Linked DNA regions of Mus musculus: region 1 is linked to region 2. A link is a contact called in public promoter capture Hi-C data. All regions are on one chromosome and are shown on one strand. The core of a region is the stretch at or near the end of the contact, and the rest is flanking DNA. Distances in the headings are between cores, read along the strand shown.

Region 1 (6,934 bases), core at 1,379-3,878, 220 kb before region 2:
CCACTGCACCTGACTGGCATTCCTACTTTATGGCTGAGAAGTACAGGCCCACAGAGACCCCAGTCTGTGGTCATAATCCCTGCCTGAAGAGTATGCAGTCACTGGGAGAGGGCCTTGTGTACCAGTGACGTGGAGAGTCATGGGCGGTGTCCAGGACTTGCAGTCACGTGAGGATCTCAGGGGACTGAAAATGCAGTATAAGGTTCTGCTGGCTGCTCTGCCCTGAGTGGCATGCAGTAGTGGGCTGGCCCCAGAGGGACTCAGGTGACTTAGGCAGGGAACAAGGGGTAGCCTCATCTTGAGGTGGTTTACATCCCAGTTGACACAGTCTCCCTTTCTTCTGCAAAGCCTATGGCCTTGGTTATGTTTTTACTTCTCTGTATCATGGTTTCTTCCTCCACAAAATGGGAAGAAAGACAACCAACATGTCTTTAGAAGTTTACCAATTCCAGTATCCAGGTACTCCTCCTTGTAGGTGCTGGAGGTCACTGTGTATCAGTTCTAACTAACTATGGTGAACTGCCCATGTGTCAGGTGGGGCAGGAGTAGTTTACTGAGCTTTCTGCCCACTTCTGCCATCTATTTGTGTACTCCTGGCGGCAGGGTAGGCTAAGAGGCTGCCTGTCACACAGGCCTCTTTCTCCCTGGCGCAGCCCATACTCCCCAGGGCTGCATGCCCAGCCTGTGCCTCCCCCCGGCCTTCCTGGGGTGTCCCTGGACCCAGCCTGGCCCTGTCTGCTGGAGCCTACCACAGAGAGCTGCTTTATTTAAGTCCATTTTGCGCGTATGGAAATAACTAGAGGACTCTGTATTTAATTTGGCTCAGCCGGGAAGATTTTTTGGCTCTGTGTGTGTATGTGTATTCTGAAAAATCTTTCCGAGCAAGCCCCAGGGTCGGAAGCTTCTGGTCATCTTTGTGCATTCAAAACCAACAAGAGCCGCCCTGCTAGCTGGGGTAAGTTGGCAGAGGGCGGACTGCAGGGAGTGGTCCATGAAAGCAAGAAGAGAGGAAAGGGGGAAAGCTAGATAAGAACATAGAGGCAACTATGGGGAACTTTGCTCCTGGACCCAGCAAGGAGTGATTTGGAGTGAACAGAGCCTTCCCAGCTCTCCAAGATGTGTCTGGCTCCAGAGGCATCAAGGGTGCAGCTGGGCGGCGGCATGGGAGCATTTGTCGTGTCCCCTTTCTCTCCTGGACATGTCGTGTCCCCTTTCTCTCCTGGACAAGTGGAACAGAGCCCTAGGATAAACCCTTCTCTAGTCAGTGGCCTAGGGCTGGATAGCCCAGTGTGTGAACTATTGTTGGCAAGGCTTGTCTTTTTTTTTTTTTTTTTTTTTTCTTTTTATTTATTTGCAAGGCTTGTCTTGACTGCATGTTCCCAGTAGTTAGGGGCACTAGTCAACATGAGCACAGAGAGGTGTGGTCACTTGCCTCGGGTTATGCAGCACTTCACCAGCTCAGCCCTGGGTACCTCTCCATCCATGAGATGTCATCCTAAACCAGGGCTGGCATTCTCAGTGGACAGGGCAAGACACCCTGATGGTTTGAAGTAAATACTGCCATCTGGTGACTTCTTACATTCTGTCCTGACAGAGGCATGGTGGTTCTCATGACCTACTATGAATGGGCTGTGGTCAGTATAATGAGGTGACCTTTGTGGAGTCTGATGAGGACCCACCGAGGGCAAGGCCTCAGCTCCCCACCGTTCCTGTAGAGCCATTCCCTGGTGACTCTGCCTTCTAAATGAGGCTTCTTGGGAATGAGGAGTGGGCCTTGAATTTCAGCCATATACAGATCTCCTCAACAGACAGGAAGGGCATGTGTGAGAGGAGTTGAAGGCTGTGTAAGTGATGAGATCGGTGGGCACTGTGGCAGAGATAAGTATAAGCGCTCTAGAGCTTGCTGTGGTTTCTACCCCTGGGTTGTAGGCCCAGGTGGCTGGGTTCTTAGCGGTTGTCCCCTCTCAGAAGTCAGAATTGTATCCAATCTCTGGATGTTAAAGTAGTGCCAACTTACTCTTTGTTTTCCTTTGTTTATTTGGTTCACCCATTGGTTGGTTGGTTGGTTGGTTGGTTTTGAGACAAGAGCTCACTGTTTTTGCCCAGGCTGGCCTTGAACTTGTGGTCCTTCTGCTTCAGACTCCCAAGTGCTGAGATATAGGCATTGTAGCACCATGCCTAGTTTATTCTAATTTTTAGTACAAAACATTGTGGGAAACCACACATCATACTGCCAATCTGTGCTGGAATAAGAGCCCTGTGCTCTCAGAGCCTTCCTATGAGCAGGGACTGCCCAGCCTCCTAGCCAGGTGGATCGATCTTACCCTTATCCTTGCCTTGGTCTAGAAGCTCTGGAAAGGCTGCCCACAGTGGGCCATTAATGTAAGCTTTCCTGAGTTTAGACCTGTTTGGAACTCTTGTCTTGGGATGTGGGGCAGCATCCTCAGGCATGATGGGGTGTTCTGCAGAATGATAGTGGTGACTGTGTGAATGACACCTTGCCAGACTGAGGTCTGGCTGGGCTTGATTGCAGGGTGTTTGCTTCTGCCCCCACCCCCCACCCCCAGAGCCTCCTGTCCCCTTTGCCAGCTGGCTTTCTTCCCGAGTGAGGGTGTGGGTTGCCAGCCTGTGTCAGGCAGGAACTCTGCTCCTATTGCCTTTGTCTGGCCTGCCAAGGCATAGCTTCTAGAGGCATCCTGGGTTTGTGAGAAGTGGCCCTGAAGCTGATCCCAGTGTGTCCAAAAGGGTGCTTCTGCATTGTCCTCCATACCTGGTGAGTTGAGCCCCAAGAAGTATGCTATGATGTGATGAGTTTATGCCTATGTGGAGTCTATGGCATTTCCACACATAGGCTTGCCTCCCTCTTACAGGCCTCTCACCCATGAGAGACAGTGGGTGGTGGAGGGAGACAGCACCAGACCATATCCTTGTCCTTTCTGACCTCTGTGTGACTTTGACCCTGCCTGTTCACTGGATTCTGGGTCAAAAGAGCTGGTCCCACTTATTCAAGTCCTTCACTATCAGCATCATTTAGCTATTTCACCTGCTGTGACCAGCCCTATTTGGGTACTGGGGTTGCCTTGTGAGCAGATGGATACCTCTGCCCTCTAATGATGCTCTCCTGGGGAGAGACCAAGCATGGTAACTGTAGGTGTTACTTTTCTCACTCCTGTGTGCTGCTGATAGGGGCTCATGGCTAGGCTCCCAAGACACCTGCATTGTTCACATGGGTGCCAGACCTTCCCTCTCCCTGGGTTAGGGACTGTTTGTGCATAGCCAGACCCTTGTGTTCCTTTTGATGGGGTTGTAGATGGTTTCATTGTCTGGGGCTGGCTCAAAGCCTAGGTTGATCCTCAGAGCTCTATGGGAGCAAGCCACTCAATCAGAGCCAGGGGACAGTCCACTCTGCCTCACTGTCCCACCCCATGTACCCACCACTCCTGCCTACAGTGGGAGGGAGGGCTGGCTCAGAGGCCGGAAGGATGACCAGCCTTCTAGAACATGTTGTTGACAGGACAGGACACTGTGAGAGCCTAGCTGCGGGGTCTGGGTCAAGGGACATGGAGCCCTTTCTTCCTTCCCTGTGGTGATGGACTGATGAACAGACAGTGAGGTCAGCTGCCCAGGTCACTGAGGAAACAGTTCCTGCTTAGCCTGCCCTCTGGGCTCCCAGACACTCTCACCAACTCCTCTGTGTTGTTACAGAGGGGCAGTATTGCCTCACATGAGGAAGGGAAACTGAGGCTCAGAAAAAGCTGGTATTCAATCCTGGATATACAACTCCAACCCAGAACACAGTGGACAAAGGAACAGTTGTCAGAAGGGCAGGTTCCATGCTGAACTGGGTGGGGCACATGGGCAGGCTGCTAGCCATGCCTCCTGTTAGCCTGGGGCAACCCCAAACTGACATCTGTGCCTGCACACCAGAATGGCCCCCAAATGGCTCAAGAAGCCCCCAGATCCTGACCTCTGCTCCTCCTGCCGCCTGCTGCCTGCCTGGTTCTGGGCAGCAGCTGACAAGTTGGGGAAATGCTGAGTGTTAGTTCGGTAAGCAGAGCTCTAAAAATAGCCACTGCTCTGAAAAGCCCATTGTTTGGAGACCCATATTTTTCTACATATATAAAGGTGGCTTCTGGCAGTCTGGTGTGAGCAGTCAGAGAATGCCACACGCTGTGGGCTGGAGCAGGGCTGCAGTGTATCTGTCTCCAGCTGGGACCAGTAGCAAGTCATTAAAGCTGTGAAACTGGAGATAGGCCAGCATCCTCATGAAGGTGGTAGTTGGGTTGTGCTAGAGTAGTCCCAAGGTTTCCCAAGTGCACTGGATGCCTTTGACCACAGAAGCCATGAGTCCTAGACCCCACTCTGTATCACAAGCATGGGCCAAAGTGATCCTGAGCTGCCCAGTGCAGGGTTCAGGCTGTGGATTGTTGTGGTATGGAGGAGTGGGCAGCTGACAGACCTAAGGGAGCCCAGCCCTGCTCAGAGCCATGCTTCTGGCAGCTCCTCCTAACACCCTCCTCCTGCCTCTGTCCCCTGTGTCGATGTCAGAACCATTGCCCTGCCTGATGTCCAATACCTAGACTCCCACCCAATCTTTCATTTTCTTTCTTAGCCACAGTCTCCCACATATACCTCCAACCCCCATTTCTCCTCCTCACCCTACCAGGGCAAGCAGCTGCCATTCAGAGTATATAAAAAGATTCCTGGGTAGGAGCTGGATTGTAGATGAATAGCCAGGACTTAGTGGGATTAAACTGAGCTTGGTGATCCTTTGGGTCCTGGGGAGATGGGGCAAGAGGCATGACTAGATCTTGTGAGCCTTCTGGGTCATAGTGATGACATGATTTCCCAGACCTGGGTGGGAGGTGAGGTGCCATGAGGTTGCAGATATGCTTTGATTATATCACTGCTGTTATAGGAAGGGGTCAGGTAATAGGAGGCTCTGAAGGACCTACAGGAGAGGCTATGTTAAAAGGCCAAAGGGCAGTGTCCTTTGGTTGGTGGCAGGGAGGCCAGCCAAGTGGTCAGAACTGGCTCTGCTTTAAAAGTGCCAACAGATGGGCAAGGGAAAATGTGTGTAAGAGAATGGCCAAGAGGATAAGCTGCCCTCCTGGAGGTGGGAGGAGTAGAATATAGCTCCACCTCCTGCCTCTGAGGGCTCCTGCCTTCCTGCCTTGCTGCCTTGCTGGGTTGTTGGGTCTTCTGTGTCCTCATTAGTGCAAACTTGGGAACAGGATAAAAGCAGAAATCTGATGCTACCTGATGCCCCACTCCACTTCCATCTAGCCCTGCTGGGGAAGTTTCTGCACTGTTAGAAGTGCTTGTTATCAACTTTCAATTTGAGAGCTATGCTCCTGGTTACACAGCTGGAGCCCTGGTGATTAGTTGAATGTTTGTTAGGGCCCATGTGCCCCATGAAGACTGTGGCCCCTTTAATTTTATTCTTGTGGTCCCAATAGCCCTTGCCACCACCACAGCCCCTACATTCCAGACCTGGCTGCATCTAGAACTTTGAGCACAGGGCTCATACTCTAATCTCTTGTAGACTTTCTGGATGTTTGGTCCCTTGCCTAGATCCTCCTGGATGTGTCAACACCCCGCCTTTGTGCCCTCCACCCCTCATTCCAGCTCTTCTGGGTCAGACTTAGAGGACCCTTCCTTCCTCTCTAGGAGGGACTCTCTCTGGTCTTTAAGACTTCTCCATCACCAGCAGTGCATAGTCCTGTCCAGGAACCATTTACCAACAGAGCAGAGGGCCTGTCAAGAAATGGTTTCCCCCACCTTTTTCTTTTTCCTTACCCAATTCCTTGTGCCTTTGCACTCTGCTCCTGGGGCCAAATCAGCCTGTGAAAAGACTAAGGGCTGCCATGACTAATGTCCTGACTCATCTGAAGCCTCTGTGAGCCACCAAATGGAGGGCCAGCATGTCCCAATGGTTAGCCTGAGCTGGCTCTGGCCTACCCAGGGAGTAGGCTGTACCAGAGCCACTCAGGAGGCTAATTAATGTTTCCAACCCTATGAGCGCCCACCCCTCTCCAGCAAACCCTCCAAATCGATGCCTCCCTTCTGCTCCTGCCACTTGTCACATAGACCCTGCCCCCTTGGCTCCAGGACTGCCCTACTGAGATCTAAGGTGATAGAGCCTCCCCTCTAGAGCTGTGCCAGCCCTACCCATGCTTCGAGGACACAGTCCTCTCACTTCCTCCCCAGGCTCTGCCCTGGTCTGTATTGACAACCTCACCTAACCAATCTGAGGCTGTGTTGGAGCACATGGGACTCCAGGAAGAGACCAAGATTGTCCCCTGTCCTTGATCAACCTCAATTAATGCCACCCAAGCAGCTAAAAGCCATACAGAAGCTTAAGACTGGTCAGTCTGACCTACTCCATCATCATATTTTGGAAATCAGAAACCCTGCCTAGGGAAGCCACAGGAGGCACACATATGTCAGGAGGCTTTTTGGCTCTGGCAGGTGCAGACTGTCTAGAATCTGGTTCAAGATGCGTAAATGTGAGTGTTTAACCACAGCTGGGTCTCCCAGATAGCATGGGTCCTCTAGCCCAGTCCCAGCCTGTTCTGAAAAGGGTGGTTCCCCAGGAGATATCTCCTCCTTGTTCCCCAAACATTATACTGAATCTTTCCATAGCACTGTTTTGGGGTTACATATTCTAAGTCCTCGCTAGGTGATGGCAGTGTGTGTGGGGAGGGGTTATGGGTATGGGTAGGACCAGTAAGTGCTATTTCATTTCCGGTTAAGACTGTGCATGATCCTCACTCTCAACAAAGAAATACCAAGTAAATGTGGGTCAGTGCTGGGCTCAAGCCAGACTGCCTGAATTTTGGTTTTCTTGTTTTGCTGTGTGAGATAGGAGAGTGGGCTTAGTTACATGTGAAGTCTGGAACATTCCTAGGTGTATAGACCTTAGCTTGCTTCC
Region 2 (6,879 bases), core at 3,643-6,142:
GGCCTCAGCCCTCCCTTGCCTGCCTGACTACCCTTCTCTGCAGGCTGTCCCTCTGTGCCGATCTCCTGATAATTTCTCAGATTAACATCGTGCACTTTCAGCAGGTCTGAGGCAATGTCCTTCTCACCGTATCAAATCAACAGGTACATGTCACCAAGCCTTGAACCCAGTGACATCATCCATGATCTCTCAGTGAAGGTGGGACCAGGCCAAGAGTTGCCATTATAAACGTACTTCATGATTACCAAACATTTAGGGGTGACACTCTGGGACCTGAAAGAGACTCTCCTGCTTATGCTTGTTAGCCCTTCTGTCCACTCTTGGCCTGCAGCTACGAATCTGAAGTCTCCTGTTAGACAGCTCATCTTCACCCCTTCCATATTTATTAATGGGAACTGCTCAGTGTGGAAGAGTTAAATATCAATAATTAAGCCACACACCGGCCGGCCAGCAGAGCACAGAGGAAGAGCAAAGGCTGCTTAGTCACTGTTTAACTGGCACCTCTCTCTGCCCGTGACCTGACCCCTGGTTGCCTTTGCCCTCGCTGGCTCTGCCCCATCTCTGCTGCTGAAGTCAGCATCCTGTCCTAGGCCTTGCAGGACCTTCAGCACAGCTTCTCTAGAAGCAAGATCCAGCCCTTTCTCTCCTCTGAGCCTCTCTGCTCTTTGTCTTGCCTGAGAGGAAACCTCCTCTCAGGGCTCCCTGTCGCAGCACCAAAGTTCCTAGTGGTCCCCAAACACATAGCACAGATTCACACACAAACACCTACACATACTTGTTTACAGATACACACTCACACATTTATACAAGCACAGATACATATGCATTCATTATAGCTATACACATATACATATACCTACTCACATATATATGTATTTCTTTTTTCTTCTGTCCTCAGATGCACCAGAAGAGGGCGTCAGATCTCATTACGGATGGTTGTGAGCCACCATGTGGTTGCTGGGATTTGAACTCAGGACCTTCGGAAGAGCAGTCAGTGCTCTTAACCACTGAGCCATCTCTCTAGCCCCCATATATATGTATTTATGCATACATAAATAGCCATACACACATATATGTAGGCATATACATACATACATACATACATACATACAACATACACAGATTCACTCAGGGCCACATGTATGCTTTTAGGCATACATAGACATACATGCACAGATACACACCTACACAATTGAATCCCAGATGTTTGTTTCTGATAGTAAAAGCTAACAATAATACCCTGGTCTCAGCAGCTCACTTGGTGCTCCGTGCAGCTAGGACAGGTACTGTTGTTGTTGGCCTGGTCCCCCAAGAAGCCCCACCTCCTCCCCAGCTTGCATCCAGGAAGTGGCATGGCTGGAGTCCTTGGCCTATTCACTGTACTTCCACACTCACACAGCATCTGCCCTAGCCCGACCCAGCTGCTTTCTCACCCATCCAGGGAGGTGGCCAGCTTTAGATGTCTGCCAACCATAAGCTGCCTGTACCCTGACAGAGAGACTCTGTTTGGCCAAGCTTTAGCTGGAATTCTGAACTGACTCCAAGACCCATCTGTGCACTTGTGAAAATGCAATTTTAGCAAGATGAAATGAAGCCAGCTTACCCTCAGTGTCTGCTCACCCTCAACGATGTTTTCCTGGGTCCCTCATCCTCCACCCCCAGGTAATGTCTGGCCTCCTGGCCTGGCTTCAGCATTTATCCTAGGTGAGTGTGACCACAATCCCCCTTATTCCTGAAGTCTCTCTGTCATTTCCCATCTGCTGATTCTACCTTGCTGCTTTCAGGATGGGGACGGTGTCTCCCTCATGATGGTCAGGATCCCTATTGCAGTGTCCTTGTAACAGGCCTGGCAGAAATGAAGCTATTCTAGAGAGATACTTGTGTCTCTCAATCTATCTATGAAACAATGGGTTCCCCTAAAATGGGAATTTCCAATGGAATCTCATCTTGGGAGAAGGAAAGGGTCGCAGCTAGAGGGGAGCTTTCTGCCAGAGAGATTTCTCACAGCTCTAACAGCTTGTCAGAGTTCCTTGCAGGATGAGACTCAAGGCCAGACAATGATCATTCAATGGTGTGTGTGTGTGTGTGTGTGTGTGTGTGTGTGTGTTGGGAGGTGGGGACTATACCTTGTCTGGTCTGCTTAGATGTGCACATCCTTGGTCTCTGTTTAAACTTTGATCTCACTTCAGGACCTGGAAGATGGACTTGAAAAGGTTCCTGCCATGGATCTCTGTTCTCTTTCTAATGTAACCACATTTAAAAAAAAAATCTCTATTTCCAGCTTCCCAGTCTTTTAATAGGCTTATTGAGGTCGAGCGGGTGTATCTGATTTTGGGTACAGATTGTGACTCCCATGTTTAATAACACCCTGATGAAGCTTTCTGATGGTGCCTTCAGAAGATCACTGTGTCATTTGGAACACAGCACAGGCCCGGCACTGTGCTGCTCACGGGTTGTGGGCCTCAACCCGAATACACGCCAATGATCCTACTTCTGCTTTTTCTGTATTAAGTTTGTGTGCATTTATATTTACTTCATGTTAAATATTTAAACAATATGGATGTCAGTCCCTGCCTTCCTGAGATGCCTTCTGCTCAGGGGCTGATACCCACCTTTTAGATTACAGGCATGGCCTTGGGACTTTTATTACATTCTCTGGTTTAGTTTGGATGTTGAACATTCAGCCAGAACTTCCTACTTTAAAGACTTGGTTCCAGCTTGGCAGCACAATTAGGAGAGAGTAGAAACTAAGACAGTGGCAGATCTGAATGGCACTGGGGGCGAGTCCTTGAAGGAGACTGAGGGACCCTGGCCTCTTCCCCTCTTTCATTTCCTGGCAAGAGTGCCAGCCCTTGCCATGATGACCTGTTCTGCAATGAGACCAGCTGATCATGGCCTGAAACTTCTGAAATCAAGAGCCAAGTTAAACCCTTTATCAGTTGATTATCTCGGCGTACAGGAAGCCAACAGATTCTCTAATCTTCAAAGTCCTGAAAACACAAGAGATGCCATCTGAAGAGTCTGAACATTGTCTATGAAGGCAGACAGTACTGAACCAGATAATGGATGGACTGGATCTCATTGTTTGATATTGACATGTATAAGGTTTTTAATCCTCTTGGTTCAACTTTGCTATATTGCACATGCCCGGAATTTTGTCCATTTCTTCTAAATTTTATATCTTATTAATATACAACTTTCTAAAATAATCACTAAAAGCTCTTGGAATTTATGTGAACAAAGAAAAGCCCAGACCCAATGTTATCATTGCTGGATTTTGCAGAAAAGCTATCAACAATACTTCTAAAATTATTCTGCAAAAGGAGCCTTCCTTCTGCCCTGTTACCACAACTTGGCAAGGGCATAACAAAACAAGAAAAGTACAGACCACTGGACAGTGATGGCATATGCCTTTAATCCTAGCACTCAGGAGGCAGAGGCAGAGGCAGAGGCAGAGGCAGAGGCAGAGGCAGAGGCAGAGGCAGAGGCAGAGGCAGAGGCAGAGGCAGAGGCAGAGGCAGAGGCAGAGGCAGAGGCAGAGGCAGAGGCAGGTGGACCTGTGGGTTTGAGGCCAGCCTGCTCTACAGAGCAAGTTCTAAGATAACCAGGGATGCACACAGAGAAACCCTATCTCAAAAAAAGACACAAACAAACAAACAAACAAGAAAGAAAGAAAGAAAGAAAGAAAGAAAGGAAAAAAGAGGAGAGAGAGAAAAGTACATATACAAGGCACTGGGGCTGCGGGCTACCCACATGCACAAGGTTGAAATCAGATCCCCATGTCTTACCCTAAGCCAACGTAAACTCAAAATGGAACAAAGACATTAATGTAAGACCCCATTGTCTAAAACTACCAGGGAAAACCAAAGAGAAAAGTCTTCAAAATATTGACATAGCAACAGTTTTCTGAGAAGGGTTTCAAAAACACAGAAAACAAAAACAAGAACTGACAAATCAGATTATATTAAAGAGTTTCTTCAAATCCAAGGAAATAATCAATAAAGAGATAGAACATAGAGAGCTGATGGTTGCAAGATACTCATAGGATGGAGCATTGATATATAGAATATATAAAGAACTACAAAAACTCATTAACAACAAAACAGGTAAGTCAGTTACAAATGGGCAAATTGCCAGGTGCGGTGTAATTCCAGTTCAGGAAGTTGGCACAAGAAGATTGTGAGTTCTAGGCCAGCCTGTGTTACATAGTGAAATTATGTCATACACATATGCACAGAGACAGACACACAGACAGAGAGGTAGTTGTTCTGAGAATATGAAATTCAGGTGGCCAATACATACAAGCAGGCTCAGTATCACTCACCATCAGGAAAACACAAATCAAAATTACCATGAGATTCTGGACCAAAAGGAATCCTTCCTCAATTCATCACTGGCAGGAATGTAAAGTAGAACATAGTTTTTATGAAAAACCATATGGAAACCCCTCAAAAGACTGAAAATAAAACCATCATATGATTTGGCTCTCCCACTTCTGGATATTTATCCAGAGGAAATGAGGTCGGCATATAAGAGATGCCTTTGTATCCATGTGTATTGGTGTTCTACTTATGTAGCTAAGTTATGGAATGAGAAGAGGCACCTGCACAGAGATGGATAAAAATGAAGATAAGCTCTATTTAGACAATGGAGTTCTGTCCAGTGCTATGCTTTCAATATTGTCCTGATTTGCGTTCCATGGCTATGATAAAAACTGACCAAAAGCAACTTGGAGATAAATTTGTTTCAATTCTTCAGTTCAGGCAAAGTTTGTTACCTAGGGAAATCAGGGCAGAGACCTGGAGGCTTGCTCAGCCTGCTTATAGTACCTAGAACCACCTGTCCAGGAACGGCACTGCCCATGGTTGCTCCTCCCACATCAATCAGTAATCAAAAAATGCCCACACAGATGTGTCTGCAGGCAAATCTGGTGAGGGCATTTTCTCATTCCAGGTTCTCTCTTCATCCAGATGACCTTAGCTGCCTCAAGTTGACAAACAAAAAACCTAACCAGCACAAATATGAAACACCTCCCTACAGGCTCATGTTATAAAGACTTAGTCTCCAGCTGGTGGCATTTTCTTGAGGGGCTTTAAGAATTCTGGAACCTAGCTGGAAGATGTGGGTCACTTATGTATGCCTTGCAAGGTCATACCAGGTCTGAAATCCCTTCCTTCCTCTGCTTCCGGTCCACCATGATTTGAGTTGCTTTGTCCCACTTCCCTGCTATGATGGACTGAATCCTCTGAGCCACACAGAACCCTTCATCAGTTAAGTTCCTCTCTTAAGTATTCTGGCTGCTGAGAGCAATCAGTGCAGTCAGCCACAAAAAAGAATGCAATATTCACTTGCAGGAAAAGCAAGAACTGGAAAGGACATGATAAGCAAAATAATCCAGATACAAGGACACATTTGGTATGTTTCCTCTTATGCATGGAAACTTATGAATAAGTAGAATTTCTAGGAACTGGGGGTGGAGGCACAGCTGGGGAGGAAGATGGACAAGGTCATTGTAGGATATGTGAACATATGGAACCAAATCTTTCCCCCAGAAGACGAACAATCAAGGCCATGAAAGACCCACAGAATGAGAGGGGACACTATAATTCATGTCCAGCAAGGGGGTTTAGAAAAGGATAGAGAGATGGCTTGGTGGTTAAGATAGTTAAGAGCCCACACTGCTCCTGTGGAGGACCTGAGCCTGGTCCCCAGACCCCACATTGGATGGCTCAGTCATCGTTAGCTCCAGCTCCAGAGGATCTGATGGGCTCTTCTGGCACCACATGCACAGAGTGGGCATATATAAACTTGGCCAAATACTCAGTAAACAGTTGTGGGAAAGTGGTTTGTACAAAAAATGTTATGGTTTTGGTTATTTGATCATTATTTGAACACACACACACACACACACACACACACAGGACAAATTACCAACAATCAATTGTTTCCAGAACTGATCTCTATCAAGCTTGCATGCAAACATTAACTTTGATCCCCAAACCCAATTTCACAAACCCCAGTACAAAACAAGCTAAGATCCCAAAAGCCCTTGATTCAAAAAGGGCAAATGGGGGTGGGTAAGGGAGGAGCCCTACGGAAGTGGGCGCTCTGCCCCCCTCCCCCCGAGACTACTTACCCAGGCATCTCATGCTGGCATCCTGGACAGCTTCCGGTGTGATCAGAGATCCTCCAGGGCAGCTGAAATTGGGGGCTCCCTCTCCATGTCCTTCTGGCTTTCTCAGTTCTACAACTTGGTTGCACACAGAGAAGCCAAAGGAAGCAGTTGGAAGTGGGCGGTCTCCTCCCGGAGTTTATTTAGGTGCACAAGTGGGCGTGGTCACGAGCAGGACCCTGCAGAATGCAGCTCCTGTGAACCTTAGGTGAGCTCCTCTGGACTCCCGGATGAATGAACTGAGGGCCGCCTGTGATGACTTGGAGGTGACTTGGGGTTCACAGTGGTACGGATATTGGCATTTCGTGCCATGCTCAAAATAAGCTCTGTGACCTCAGTGTTGGCAAAAGCAAAGGTTTCAGGATGAAGACGAAGTTTGCAGTTAAGAGCATCTGTTTTGGATAATTTGGATAGTTACCTGATAGAACACACCCTGAGGGGTTATTAGTGACAGCTGTTCTTCATCACGGCACATCTCTTTACAGAGTCCAGGTGAATTCCGAGGAAGGAGGAGGATGGACACGGATGCCTGTCCTAAGATGCTCAGTGTAACATGCGCCCCCGCCCCGCCACGCCCCCCAAACTCCTCCTGCAGTGGAATTAGGGTGGGCTTGTCATTACTTCCTTTGAACATGGGTGAAGCTTAGTGACCAGAACACAGTAGAAGAGACTGCCCCTGTTTGTCTGAGCTGTCCCAGGTCACCATC

The links. Promoter capture Hi-C pulls out the DNA fragments that hold promoters and counts their contacts.
Region 1: a contact with region 2 is called in a promoter capture Hi-C map of liver, with 2.2 times the contacts expected there. The contact joins two enhancer-like sites. A contact is called at or near these places in 1 of 39 promoter capture datasets (liver), 1 of 484 Hi-C or Micro-C datasets (myocytes) and 1 of 9 other capture datasets (adipose tissue).

What each region holds. Positions count from the first base shown.
Region 1 is chr6:90,700,540-90,707,473 of GRCm38.p6, reverse strand. The region is part of intron 1 of Iqsec1 (IQ motif and Sec7 domain 1); the gene reads left to right. Among named protein-coding and RNA genes, the nearest start is that of Slc41a3, 99 kb to the right of the region's middle. Within about 2 kb of position 2,628, at least 110 of the 459 cell types and tissues checked have an H3K27ac peak or open chromatin away from gene starts, as enhancers often do. A contact at or near this core is called in liver, where this site is marked.
Region 2 is chr6:90,485,789-90,492,667 of GRCm38.p6, reverse strand. It overlaps a transcript of Klf15 not described here. Among named protein-coding and RNA genes, the nearest start is that of Klf15, 27 kb to the right of the region's middle. Within about 2 kb of position 4,892, at least 4 of the 459 cell types and tissues checked have an H3K27ac peak or open chromatin away from gene starts, as enhancers often do. A contact at or near this core is called in liver, where this site is marked.